Linked DNA regions of Zea mays: regions 2, 3 and 4 are each linked to region 1. A link is a contact called in public Hi-C data. All regions are on one chromosome and are shown on one strand. Each heading gives the region's core, a stretch centred on a gene start, on an enhancer-like site or on the middle of the called end of the contact. The rest is flanking DNA. Distances are from core to core; before and after follow the strand shown. Region 1 holds the start of LOC103638899. Region 2 holds the start of LOC100283451. Region 3 holds the start of LOC100276378. Region 4 holds the start of LOC103638891 (dnaJ homolog subfamily C GRV2).

The links. A called contact is a pair of places that touch in the nucleus more often than the background predicts.
Region 2: a contact with region 1 is called in a Hi-C map of leaf, with 8 times the contacts expected there. The contact joins the promoter of LOC100283451 here to the promoter of LOC103638899 in region 1. A contact is called at or near these places in 2 of 25 Hi-C or Micro-C datasets (both in leaf).
Region 3: a contact with region 1 is called in a Hi-C map of ear, with 3 times the contacts expected there. The contact joins the promoter of LOC100276378 here to the promoter of LOC103638899 in region 1. A contact is called at or near these places in 3 of 25 Hi-C or Micro-C datasets (ear, leaf and tassel).
Region 4: a contact with region 1 is called in a Hi-C map of endosperm, with 2.7 times the contacts expected there. The contact joins the promoter of LOC103638891 here to the promoter of LOC103638899 in region 1. A contact is called at or near these places in 7 of 25 Hi-C or Micro-C datasets (bundle sheath, ear, endosperm and 2 more).

The regions. Positions count from the first base shown.
Region 1 is chr9:117,635,170-117,638,162 of Zm-B73-REFERENCE-NAM-5.0, forward strand. It overlaps LOC103638899, which reads right to left and starts at 1,296. Exons shown (of 5, transcript XM_008661683.3): 1 at 471-1,296. The coding sequence starts at 710.
Region 2 is chr9:117,331,307-117,334,233 of Zm-B73-REFERENCE-NAM-5.0, forward strand. LOC100283451 reads left to right here and starts at 1,531. Exons shown (of 7, transcript NM_001156352.1): 1 at 1,531-1,872; 2 at 1,980-2,098; 3 at 2,915-2,927. The coding sequence starts at 1,801.
Region 3 is chr9:118,030,496-118,033,515 of Zm-B73-REFERENCE-NAM-5.0, forward strand. LOC100276378 reads left to right here and starts at 1,648. Exons shown (of 5, transcript NM_001374001.1): 1 at 1,648-1,929; 2 at 2,548-2,667; 3 at 2,831-2,945. The coding sequence starts at 1,826.
Region 4 is chr9:117,206,611-117,209,884 of Zm-B73-REFERENCE-NAM-5.0, forward strand. It overlaps LOC103638891 (dnaJ homolog subfamily C GRV2), which reads left to right and starts at 1,417. Exons shown (of 22, transcript XM_008661674.4): 1 at 1,417-2,268; 2 at 2,963-3,193. The coding sequence starts at 1,831.

The DNA.
Region 1 (2,993 bases), core at 46-2,545:
TTATTGAAATGAACACCGGCACAAGCAAGGTCTGCCTTGCATCATTTGCAGAAAGTAAAAATACAGCTGCAATAGGAAACTAAGTAATTTGTTAACCCATGCATGCTTATTCACTGGATGACACTTCCCCACGTCGTTTGCAAGGAAAAATTAAATAGGAGATCCTTTCATATGGCGTAACAAAATTGCCAATTTGATAGTGAGCCTGTTCACAGAATTTGATACAATGACGCAAAAGGAACTCCATGCCAATATTTACATATTAGCATGATTGCAGTCGGTAGTAGCACACCCAAACTCAACAGTTTACTCGACCCAAAACCTCAACACGTCCGCCACATGAGCAATCTAGTTATCTACTACTGCAGAAGCTTCAAATAGGTACAAGGAGGGAGAAAAAGGGTTAGCAAACCTCAGTCAGTCTAAACCCACCAAGTTTAGCAAGCAAGTAATACCTAACGAAGACGCACCTTTACAAAGGAACCGGGTGACACTGGGCGAGGAAGATCGATGCACTCCTGCTGCGCCGCCGATTCGGGCGGAAGAGAAGTCGTCCGAGACGGGGGAACAGATGAACCAGAAGGAGAAGTAGCTGGTCCTTGTGCCGGTGGTGGTGGAGCTTCTGCCTCTACGCGTGCCGCTGGCCACATGAGCCGAACGAGACGCCGCCTCCTGACGTCACACCCCTCAGCGCCGCGCCACCCATGCATATCCGGCTCGCTGCATCTTCCCCAACGTCGCCGCCGAACCCTCCTCCTCGCCGAGCTCCGGCGCCGCGTCGCACCACCATCACCAGATCACCGGCACTAACCCTAGGCCCTCCGAAACCCTAGATCCGCGAGCCTCCGCTCTGCGCGCATCCGGACCACCCGAATTCGAGTCCAATCGGCCGATTCGGGCGGACCGCCTCACCCGGCGGGAGCTCGAATCCGGCGGAATCGACGGGCTCCGGTCGGGCTCGATTGGGGGTTTCCAGGCTCTGGGTCAGCGGAGTGGGCTCGGCGGCTTGGACTCGATCCGAGGTGGGGCGGAGGCGGAGAGAGAAAAGGGACAGGGGCAGGGCACAACAGAGACGGCGAGCGAGGTCGGGTCGAGAGATGGGGAGAGAGAAGAGATGATGTCTCGTCTCGACTTGTCCTTGCAGGTCAGGGTCATGACCATGAGAACAATGCAGGATGGGCAAATTCGACCATGCACAGTGACCGCAGCCGCAGGGGACCTTCTGTGCCTGCGCGGCGACGCCGTTCATGTGAAGCCAGTGCACTCCACACGATGCGAAAGTCAAGGCATATCAAACACGGCTTGTGATTTGACACTAGTTGGATTTTTTATTGTGTTTTTAATCCTTTATTTCGGTATTTTACCATATCATGGACTATTATGTGATGTTTTAGGGCTAGTCCTAACAGTCATTCAGGAAATAAAACAAGAATCATGTAGAAATAGTTATGTGACATAAATTTATGATGTTATCACTATGGAAGTGAATTTTCAGCTATGAATGAACACAATAACGAGTTAGTAATAGGTAGCCATTGGGAAAACGAGATGCGAACACTTTTGTCCAAGAGTTGAGCTAATATTGTCAATTTTTTAATAACCAATAGGATTGGAATATGGAGGTCTTGTTAATTCATCTAGCTCCCATGGTTACTCATTTATCTATAATCCTCGCATTTATTTACCCAAACCACACCTCTGCATATAGACGACATCGGTCGGGCCATTTAGTTAAATCAGCGTAAAATGTTAAAAAACAGTGTAGGATGTGGGTTTAAACCCACACCTTGATAGAAGAAGGTTGCGATACACTGGGCGAAGTTGTGTAGCCAATAAGACATCACGCTCAGGTGTTTATAATACTGAATATAAATTATACATATATATATATATATATGATTTTTTAAAAAAATAAAAAATAATCGTGACGGGCCAGCACTACGGGCGAGGCTACGGCCCAAGCACCGCACGACGCTCGCGTCGGGTTGGCCCAGACACTATTAAATGGGTCGTGCCTCGGGCCGGCTCGCCAGACATGGCTCATTTAGCCATTTATACCTCCGTACGATAATGATGGTCCTCGTCTCAGTTGCCACCATCTCGTTCACTATCATGCTTCTTTTCTCTCTCCCCTCATGCCTTCACCTCCGCACCACCCCATTTTCGGTAGAGGGCACAGGAGCAGGCGCCTCCTCCCCGTATTCGTCCGACACCAGCCCCGACACCGACTAGTGCAGTGGCTATTGCATGTCCACGAGGACGTTTCACATCATGTGCGCACCATCGTTTTCACCGTCGTCTGACGTCCCGTTTGTCTTCCCGGCCTTCGTCCTGTTCTTCCTCCCCAACTAGTTGCTCCCGCCCACGGTCGCAGTCAGTCATGCTCCTGGCCTTTCTCTGTGTGTGTCGTCGAGAGGACATGGTGACGCCTGCCACGCTTAGGTTATCTTGGCGATGAGGAGTCCAGATCTGAGATATTAGACAACCAAGGCCTATAGCTATGGAGTTGGTGGTGGTGTTGTGTCGCTTCGGCGGGTCCAGGGTTGGAAAGACACTCGCATTCTCTCGCCCTTCTTGGACTAACGCCTGGTGCGGGCCTCTCGGTTTAGAGCTACTCCGGTTGGGCTTCTTTCCCCGCTTGCGTGCTCTCTCCTTATATGTATCTAGCTGTATACTACATATGTCGCCTCCAGATGCTCAGGTCTTTGTCGTGTCCTTCTCCGGCAACGAACAGGTATGCCCGCCTCTTCCCTTCCCCTCCTGCTCTACGAAACCTTGGAAGTGGGGGAGGCGAGAGATGGGGTCTCTGATTTGCTGCCTATGGTACCCATGCGTGCATAAAAAAATATTATGCGAAGAGCGGAGACAATCAATAAAAAAACCTTGAGATCTTTTTGGTGGATAGTTTATGTGGGTATTATTGTGAGCCGTCGCAACGCACGGGCAACCGACTAGTTTTTAGTTACATAACGGTTAGGTCAAAGGTAATTATT
Region 2 (2,927 bases), core at 281-2,780, 300 kb before region 1:
TATTTATTGTTTATTTCTAAACATCAGAGCATCTCTAAGAGCTCTTTAGAAAAGGACTCCTCAAAATCAGTTTTAAGGGTCATCTAAATAATTAGTAGGGGTAGATTTTAATCCTTTCTCCAACAGATCCCTTAAAGCGGCATATTGTTTCTGGTGAATAGAAAACCCCTCATTTGTAGCTATAAATAAGGGAGTTTTAAGGGCTATGAAAAAATTGTGAGCGCTTTAGGGGAACTGTTGGAGACACATTTTTGTGTTTTTCCCAAAAAAACTAGATTCAGGGGAGACTTCTGAGAAGCTCTTGGAGATACTCTTAAGATATGTGTGGTCTAATAGTCACAAATTTTTAGAGAAGGGGACGTGGGTTCGAGTGCTCATTTTGCACTATTTTTTGTGTAGACAGGGTTAGGTGCAGGCGCAGTAGCTGGCCGCCTGCGCCGGAGTCCACGTGACAGGAGAGTAGTATAGATTTTCAGCATTAGCTGCGCCAGCTGATCCTATACGATTCAAGATGATAAGATAGAAATGTGACCCCTAAGGCCTTGTTCGTTTGTGTCGGATCGGTAGGTCGGAACGATTCTAACCGGATTGCTTCTCTAATTTATATAAATTTTGATTAGTTGGAACAATTCCGGGTGCAATCCGATAGAAACGAACAAGGCCTAAGAGAGCTGAAAGCCGACTCGTTTCTCCCCCTGTTTCCATTTTCCAATAATGCGATACAGGCTTACAGCCCAGCAAAATTTGAGCCTGCACGTCCAGGATACAAGCGAGTAAAAAAAAAGGACTCATGAAATGGGAAGTCCATTCCACGACCACGAGACCACTATCTCCGAAAGCGTCTATAGACTTCGGGTACAAGACAAGACCGTAGCATCAGTAGCATGTTCTAGATTTTATAGAAAATATATGGGCTTGTTTACATGGCAGGAGCTAAAACAAAAATAACTAAAATTTAGTTATTTTAGAAGTTAAACTATAAGTGATTAAAATAATTAGCCTCTAAAGAGGAACTAAAATTTAATAAGATTGTTTTAGCTCTTAAATACAAACATATCTTATAGTATAACCTAAGAAACTTGTGTTTTTAATAACAGACGATGTCTATGATAATTAATTTTATTTATCTCGTTTTAAGAATCTATCCGTTTCGTCTTCAAAGATGAGTATATGTGCGTTGTGTTGTGTCTTAAACCGTAGTCTTAGAGAAAATATCATACTTCCTCTGTCCCATAAAAAATGTCGTTTTAATTTAACTTTTTTGATTGAAGTTTAATTGGCTCAGTTTATTAAAAAAATCATCATTATTATTTATTTTCGTTCTGATTTATTTTATCATATAATCTATTTTAACTATGAACTGGATTTTCTACATTTTCACATATATTTTAATGAAGACGAGAGTCAAATTTGATGTTAAAAAGTCAAATGACATTATTTATGAAATATAAAAATAATATAATGTAAAAACCATATACACAGTCGAATTAAAAACGCAGTAATTCGCAGGCGAAGCAGCCTTTCCCTTCCCTACAAAAAGAGGAGACGCGCGCACGCAAACCCGGAGGCCGGGAGGCGGAGGGCAGAGGCAGCACCGTCCCGTCCACCTGACCACCTCCACCATTTTTTCCTCTTCCTCCTCGCCTCCACCCCTTCCCTTCCATCTCTTCTCACCTGGCCACTCCTCTCCCTCTCTCCCGCGCCGATCGATTGGCCCACCCATCGATCGAGCACGGGAAGAAGATTCCAGTCCGGAGAGGTCTCAATTCGATCGGGCTCGTTCTGGTGTGGGTGGGCACCATGGCGGCCACAGAGGCCTCGGCAGACAAGAACGCCGTCTTCCGCAAGCTTCGCACCAAATCAGACAACAAGGTACTGTTGATTCAATTGATCGCGCTTTCTATCGCTCTGTGTGAGTGCCGTCCACGTGACTTTTTTTTCTGTGCGCGAATCGTTCTGATGGTGGTGCACGCGTGCAGATGTGCTTCGATTGTAACGCCAAGAACCCGACGTGGGCGTCCGTCACCTACGGTGTCTTCCTCTGCATCGACTGCTCGGCGGTGCACCGCAGCCTCGGCGTCCACGTCTCCTTCGTCAGGTCGCCTCGCCTCGCCTCACCTCACCTCACCTGCTTCCCTTTCCTTCTCACACTTGTCCATGTACGTGGAACTGTGGCCATGCCCCCGGTGCATGATAGTAATACTAATTTGCTGCAATGGTTGACTGATCGATCACGTGTACATATTAGTAATATTAATCTGCTGCAGTTGGTGACTGATTGATAACGTATTCGTATGTACAACTGCAATATGCAACAAATACAATTACATGAATGAAAATTTTGAATTTTGTTCTACCTGTTGTGATTTTGGTTCTCTTTTTTTTTCAGTTTTATCTGCTTATAATTTTTATGTGTTCTTGTATGCCTGCCACACTTGTTTGGATGCCATGTGATATGTAGTACCAAAGTCTGTTGTGATATGGTGTGGCATATGCATATTAGTACACAATATGCTATACATGAGGGTAAGGTTCAAAATTTTGCTTTAGTTTCATGTTTATTCGTAATTTTGCAGTGTCACCGGAGCAGTATGCTGCAAGGTACATTTGCAAAATTCCTCTATCATGATCCTGAGTGACATCAGTATCATACTATCATGGACTCAACATTGTTGCCATCTGACTTTGAGTAGATCTATTAAATATGAGCTATGGTCCAGGTTGACTTTCTCTGGATGTGATTTTTTGACATATAGGTCTTACATCTTTGGCACATGATATGCTTTTCCCTTCTGATCCTCACCAGTAACATCTTATTTTTTGGGAAATTTAACATAGTTCACTGACATTTTTACTTTATGCAGTTGCACATCGAATGACTGAATCAATACTGAAAAACAGCTACAATATGCAGGTCAACAAATTTG
Region 3 (3,020 bases), core at 398-2,897, 400 kb after region 1:
AGCAGGATATCCTATATGATGATGCAAAAGAATCTAAGTAATGGAGACAGAGACATGAAAAGAGATGAGAAGTTAGGGATTAATATAGGACGACAACAACGAGGAGGAGAAGGAAGCACTCATGGTGATTAGATGGTTGATTAGTCAAGCAAGCAAAAAATAAAGTTTATCTTATCTAGTCTGTTAGACCATGTGTGACGTAGGACAATGATTGAAACTCAACGAGGTGTTGTGCTATGCTACAATTGTTACGTTGTAACTCCAAAGTTATAGTAAAAATAAATATGTTGAATAAGACGATGAAGCTGATACGATATTTATATAATCTAAATCTTACTACTGTATTAGGCTATTCGCAACGGTCACCTCTAAATTTTCCCAATATATGCTACTATGTAGCCACATCAGCAAGAGTACTTCCCCTATATTCACCCTTCCCGTAACGGTTTCCCTAAAAATTCCTCTATCTCTCACTCTATACATAAAATACACATTTATTTCCAACTAACTTCAACTACCTCATTTTTTCTTTTCATTTCTTTCAAACACGTTGCCGGCTACACATAGAGTTTAGATTTTTTTTAATTAATCTCTTTAACAATTTGTTTTCGAAAATTAAAACAAAAAAGAATTTTCTTTGCCATGCCCTACGCACGAATGAGACAATCCATGTGCTCGCTTCTCCAAAATGAAAGTACATATTTAGACGCTGATGTCAAAGGTCGACGACCTGCTTCTCCATTGTAGCCACGTCGGCCGCATCGCCACCATGAAGGCACGAGGGGGAGATCCATGCAACCGGCTCGCCGTGGCGTCGGGCGGCTAGGAATGTCGATGTCCGCCATTGGAGCCGAAGAACACCTACGACGACGACAATTGTTCCGGAGCTCGGTCGAAGTCGACCGCAGGCAATGCCTCCTCAACGTGGCCCCTCGTGTGTGCGGTCCTGCTCGCCGCTGACCTCCATCGGATCGGAGTCCGCCTTCTTGCACCCTAGCCACCGCTTCGCCCGCGCTCCGCCCGATTCCCAACTGTTGTCCAAACCAATCAGAAGGGGGCGGTTTGTGTCGTCTCGAGCTTGTGAAGGAAGGCTAGGGCCAGCGTGAGAGGGAAGGGGAGGGACACCAAGAGAACGTCGGGCGACATGCGGAAGATAGAAGGCGACTGTAGCCACTACGCGATGAACAATGCTCCTGTTTATTTTAGCTTTTTGCAGCTTTTGGGCAAAAGTTGCTGCGGACTGCCAAACGCTCAGCTTTTCAGCCAGTTTCTATAAATTCGTTTGGATAAAAACCATTCAAAATCAACATAAACACATAATCGGTTGAGTTGTTGCAATAGTAGGAATTCGTCACTTTCTAGATCCTAAACCCTATAAACACATTTATCTTCCTCCGCACATAATCCTAATGATATTTAAATTCTCTATCCAACCAGATTCTCACTACAGCCAAATTCTCAAAAAAGCTGGTCTTTGAACCAAACATACCCAATATAAGAGGGGAGGGGAGGCGTTACACTCTGCTGAAGAACGAGTTGTGGAGTCTGCTGAAGAACGAGTTGGAGTCTGGGAGACGTTTAGACAAACACAAGCAAATTTTTTTTCAATCCCGCAGAGGGCAAAACCGTCCAACGAGACAACCCCGCGCAGAGGCAAAAGCCCCACGCTTGAGAGTGAGAAGAAACAGACGCATCGCTTCCTTGTCCATCCTACCTCCCCTTCCCCCCGCCCAAATCCCGTGACGGTCGCCGCCCCCGCCGTGCTCTCGCCCGCGCGGGAGACGACGCAGCACCCCCCCGCGTAGGATCCGCGGCGGTCGGCAGGATGGTGGTGGCCACGGAGGAAATGGTGGTCTACTGCTTTGACACCCTCGTCGCCTATTTCACCGGCGAGCGGCCGCCGCCTCCCGCCTTCGAGGATGGAAACCAGTAAGCCTCCCCGCAGCGATCGAAACCGGGCCGTGTTGCCCCCATATCGAGGAGGTGGTTTTGGATCCATTTCGATATAGGGTTAGGCCAATTCGTGTTAGATTTGGGCAAAAGGCGGCGCCTTGGTAGTTTTGGTTTCGGCTCGGCTCCTGTTGCGACTGATTCGCGATCCGATCTGATTGACTGTTTGTTGGTCCTGGCGATTGCGGAATCGTGTGGTCTTAGTTTTCGTTGCAAGGCAGAGGCGAAGTGAAGTATTCACACTTCAATGGCCACGTACCTCGCCTTTCGACAGTTGCCAGCTTCCTACCTCTAGCGATTGTCTGACGGAGAGGACAAGGAATCTCACTGCTACACATCTGAGATTATGATTTAAGTAGGACAGTCAGTTTAATCCTAAGGCATTCAGATTCTTTGGGAAGTTGGGAGGTTAAACAGGATGAGCTTTCGTGTTCTGACTGTGACGCACTGATGTTTCTTATTCATACTCCAGGATTCAGACTTTTAATTGAGATCCTTTCAACCGTGTAGTCCACATTAATTTGTATGGCTTGTAAGGCATCATTGTTCTAGCATACATGTTTTTAACTCATTGGGTCAATTTTTTTGTAACTTTAGCCCATTGTTTGTGACCTGGAAGAAGGCTGCCAATGGTTCAGAACCACGCCTCCGGGGATGCATAGGAACTCTGGAGTCCCGTCAGATTGTCAGCGGCTTTAGGGACTACGCCCTAACTAGGTGACTATTGTTTCAGTATTGAAATTATGTCTGATCCAATGCTGAAATATCTGGTCGGTACTCAAAATGTTGATGGGCTTATGCTGTAATAAGTAGAAAAGCAATCGTGCACTTTGTATTGGATAATGTTTAGATATACGGTAATCTTGATATCCTCTTGCAGTGCGCTGAGGGACCGACGCTTTCCCCCAATACAATCAAAGGAACTCCCAACCTTGGAGTGCACGGTATCTATACTCACTGATTATGAAATTGCAGAGGACTACCTCGACTGGGAGGTATAGTTCCACACACTTTAAATCTACATGTTCAGATGCTCTTCTCACCTGTTATGCTTATTGTTTCAGCATTTT
Region 4 (3,274 bases), core at 167-2,666, 430 kb before region 1:
GGACCGAGGACATTCACCCCGATGTCCTCAAGAGGGTCGGAGGAGGCAAGAGACATAGGTGGTATTGGATTGCCGACGGGGAATCGACTCGTCGTCCACTCCCACTCTGTCTCATGTGCGAGCAAGGAGCACGAGCTCGAGCCTAGCCATACGACCTCGGCATGACAACTCACATCATCGCATACAACAACTCGAGGTTAGTGTGCTTCTGTAACTCGTCATTCTTTGAGTTATATATCTTCTCTTTGAGTTACTATAACATTGACTTAGAATATTACAGACCCAGCTAGAAACAGAGAGGAGGGAACGTCAGGAGATGGAGGTAAGGATGACAGAGATGTTGCAGTACATGTAGAGTCTTGACACCGCACATGGTTTTGCTCCACCACCTCCGTTGTTCCCTACAGTTGACCCTGTTGAGTTCCATACTCCTATGAGTATCAAAATTCTAGTCTTGCATGATATATATTTCTTTGGTATAACACATGCAATCTCTTCTCTGTACATGGACAATCTGGGCAGCATCCAACAACCCTAATGGATCACCCAACCCATCGCCACACCAGTCCAGTCACCCACCTCTTTAGCTTAGTTGTGATACTTATGTTGGTGAACTTGTGTGAACTTATGTTGGTGAAACTTGTCCTGAATTTATGTTTGAGTTGGTAATACTTATGTTGGTGAAACTTGGTATGAACATAGACATGTTTGTGAAAAACTTGTTAGATTTGTGAAATATGTGGTCTCTGTTATGTATGTGATGATTATGTGATATCTGTGATGTATATGTGATATATCTTTTGTTTGTTTGGAGGGAATAGAAAAAAGGGGTATATTGGACACTTTGCCGAATGTAACACTTGGCAAAGAGGTGCTTTGCCGAGTGTCACAAAGGCTCCATCGCCGTTAACGGTCGACGTGACGACGGTTTTTCTTTGCCGAGTGCCCGATAAAAAGTATTCGGCAAAAAAGCCGTTATCGATGTACAGTTCACCGAGCTCTCCAGCAAAGCCTTCACCGAGTGTTTTCCGGCCTTCGCCGAATGCTTCAAACATTCGACAAAGAGACCGATTCCGGTAGTGTTTCACCGTAATCTAGCTTATATAACCAAACAAGACCGAATTTACTCTTTGTTGATGTAAAACATATTACATGTAATTGTTCATGTCGTCGATACAATTAATATGAAGTTTACTTTGAGAAGGACACTGAAGAAAAACGTAAAATAGGAAGAACCTCGTTAGATATAGAGAAATTAATTTCTTGACGTAGTGTTCGAATATATACAGTGGTTTTAGTGAGGCCAGAAAACATACAATATACCACTGTGTTCTTACTCGTTCTTATCTGTTTGATTATAAAATATAAACAGAACATCTTATATAGAGGGGGAAAAGTAACGCGAAGAAAAACTTCATTCGTGCTGAAGCCAAACACGGAAGCCGGCCGGTCCTATGTTGTCTTGAACGATCCCTCCCCCTATAAATTAAAGCTTCGAAGACAGAGGATAATAGAAGTGAGATCGTAAGCACAAGCAACAGCTTGAAAACGGGCAGAAAATAGAACATTCTTTGAAAAGGAGCCAACGAACCGATCGATCGATCAAGCACCAAGAGAACTCGCGCAACACAAAATCTCTGCAAGGATTTTCCGGCCGCTGCGCCGGCGAGCACCATCCTCTGGCAACCGGCGGGGCAGCAGCAGCATCAATAAGGGGATCCTTGTCTCGCTTCGTGATCGTCCGCCGCGCTGGGGTCGACTCACTCGCGCCACTCTTCCCGTTCCCTACCGTGGTGGCGGAACCCTAATGCGGGCCCGAGTCTAGCCTCCATGGACTTTGCCAGCCGCCACGCCGCAGCGGAGGCTGCCACATCGTCTGCTGCATCCGCCTCCGCCCCCGCGGCGGTCGCTGAGGAGCCTGAGTACCTCGCCCGGTACATCGTCGTCAAGCACTCGTGGAGGGGAAGGTATCGCCGGGTCCTTTGCATCGCCTCTTCCTGCGTCGTCACGCTCGACCCCACCACTCTCAACCTCACCAACTCCTACGATGTCGGCTCCAAGTTCGACCATGCTGAGGCTCTCACTGCCACCGACGAGTTCACGCTCGCAGTCCGCACCGATGCCCGCGGCAAGTTCAAGCCTATGCGCTTCTCATCCCCGCTCCGCCCGGGGATCCTCACCGAACTCCACCGCCTCCGCCCGGTCCAGGACTCCTTCGACTTCCCCGTCCTCCATCTCCGCCGACGCACCCACGAGTGGGCCCCCTTCGTAAGCACACCGCCTTACTGAATTCCCGCTTCTGTCAACTTCACATCCCGCTACTGTCTATTGTGTTGTGCTGCTGTAAACAAAAACTAGCAATGCGAGGCTGTGTTTCATTTTTTAAATAAACCAAGGCTTAGTTTCTGCAAGTAATTTTGCTGCACAACTCTATTCTGATCAGTTGATGCTTCCATGCCAATCTCATATAGTACTACCCTACTTCATGAATGAATTTGTTCATCCTTAAGATAACTTACCAGATCTCATAGCACTAGGCTACCAGTTCAAGCAGAACTATTGAAGACAATTCACATATTTGCACATTCATTCTTGCTCAATTTTTTGTGATTTTTTAACTATACGAAAAATAGGATAACAAATTCTACTATTCAACCTGTGCCACAAAATGTGCTAAAATAGATGATGTGCTAATAAATACTCCCTCCAGTCAGATCCATATGATGTTCCAGAAAGCAAGTTTGGTTTGCATTTAGCTTTAGTTTGTTTGTTGTTCGAAATATCATATATAAGTGACTGGATGTGGTAGATTGTTGTAGTGCACCACTTCTATGGTCATTATTTAGATATCTAGATGATTGCGGAGACCATCTTTAATATATTATAACTCATATAATGCTGTATAGAAAAAATTATCACATGATGTCTAATACTTTGGTTACGGTATCTGAACATTCTGTAGAAACTTAAGGTTACTCCTGTGGGTGTTGAGCTCCTTGAGGCTTCTGGTTATATGCGCTGGTGCTTGGAATTCAGAGATATGAATTCTCCAGCAATTATTCTCTTGGGGAATAGCTATGGGAGCAAGACTACTGAAGGTGGAGGGTTTGTGCTATGCCCGCTTTATGGTCGGAAGTCAAAAGCTTTTATGGCTGCTTCAGGAACTACAAACACTGCAATTATATCGCATCTGGTACACCCTTTTGTCCTCGTCCTTTTTGGTCGTTCCACTCCAGTGATACAGATTTTTTAGTTCTATGTAACTTCCTGTTGT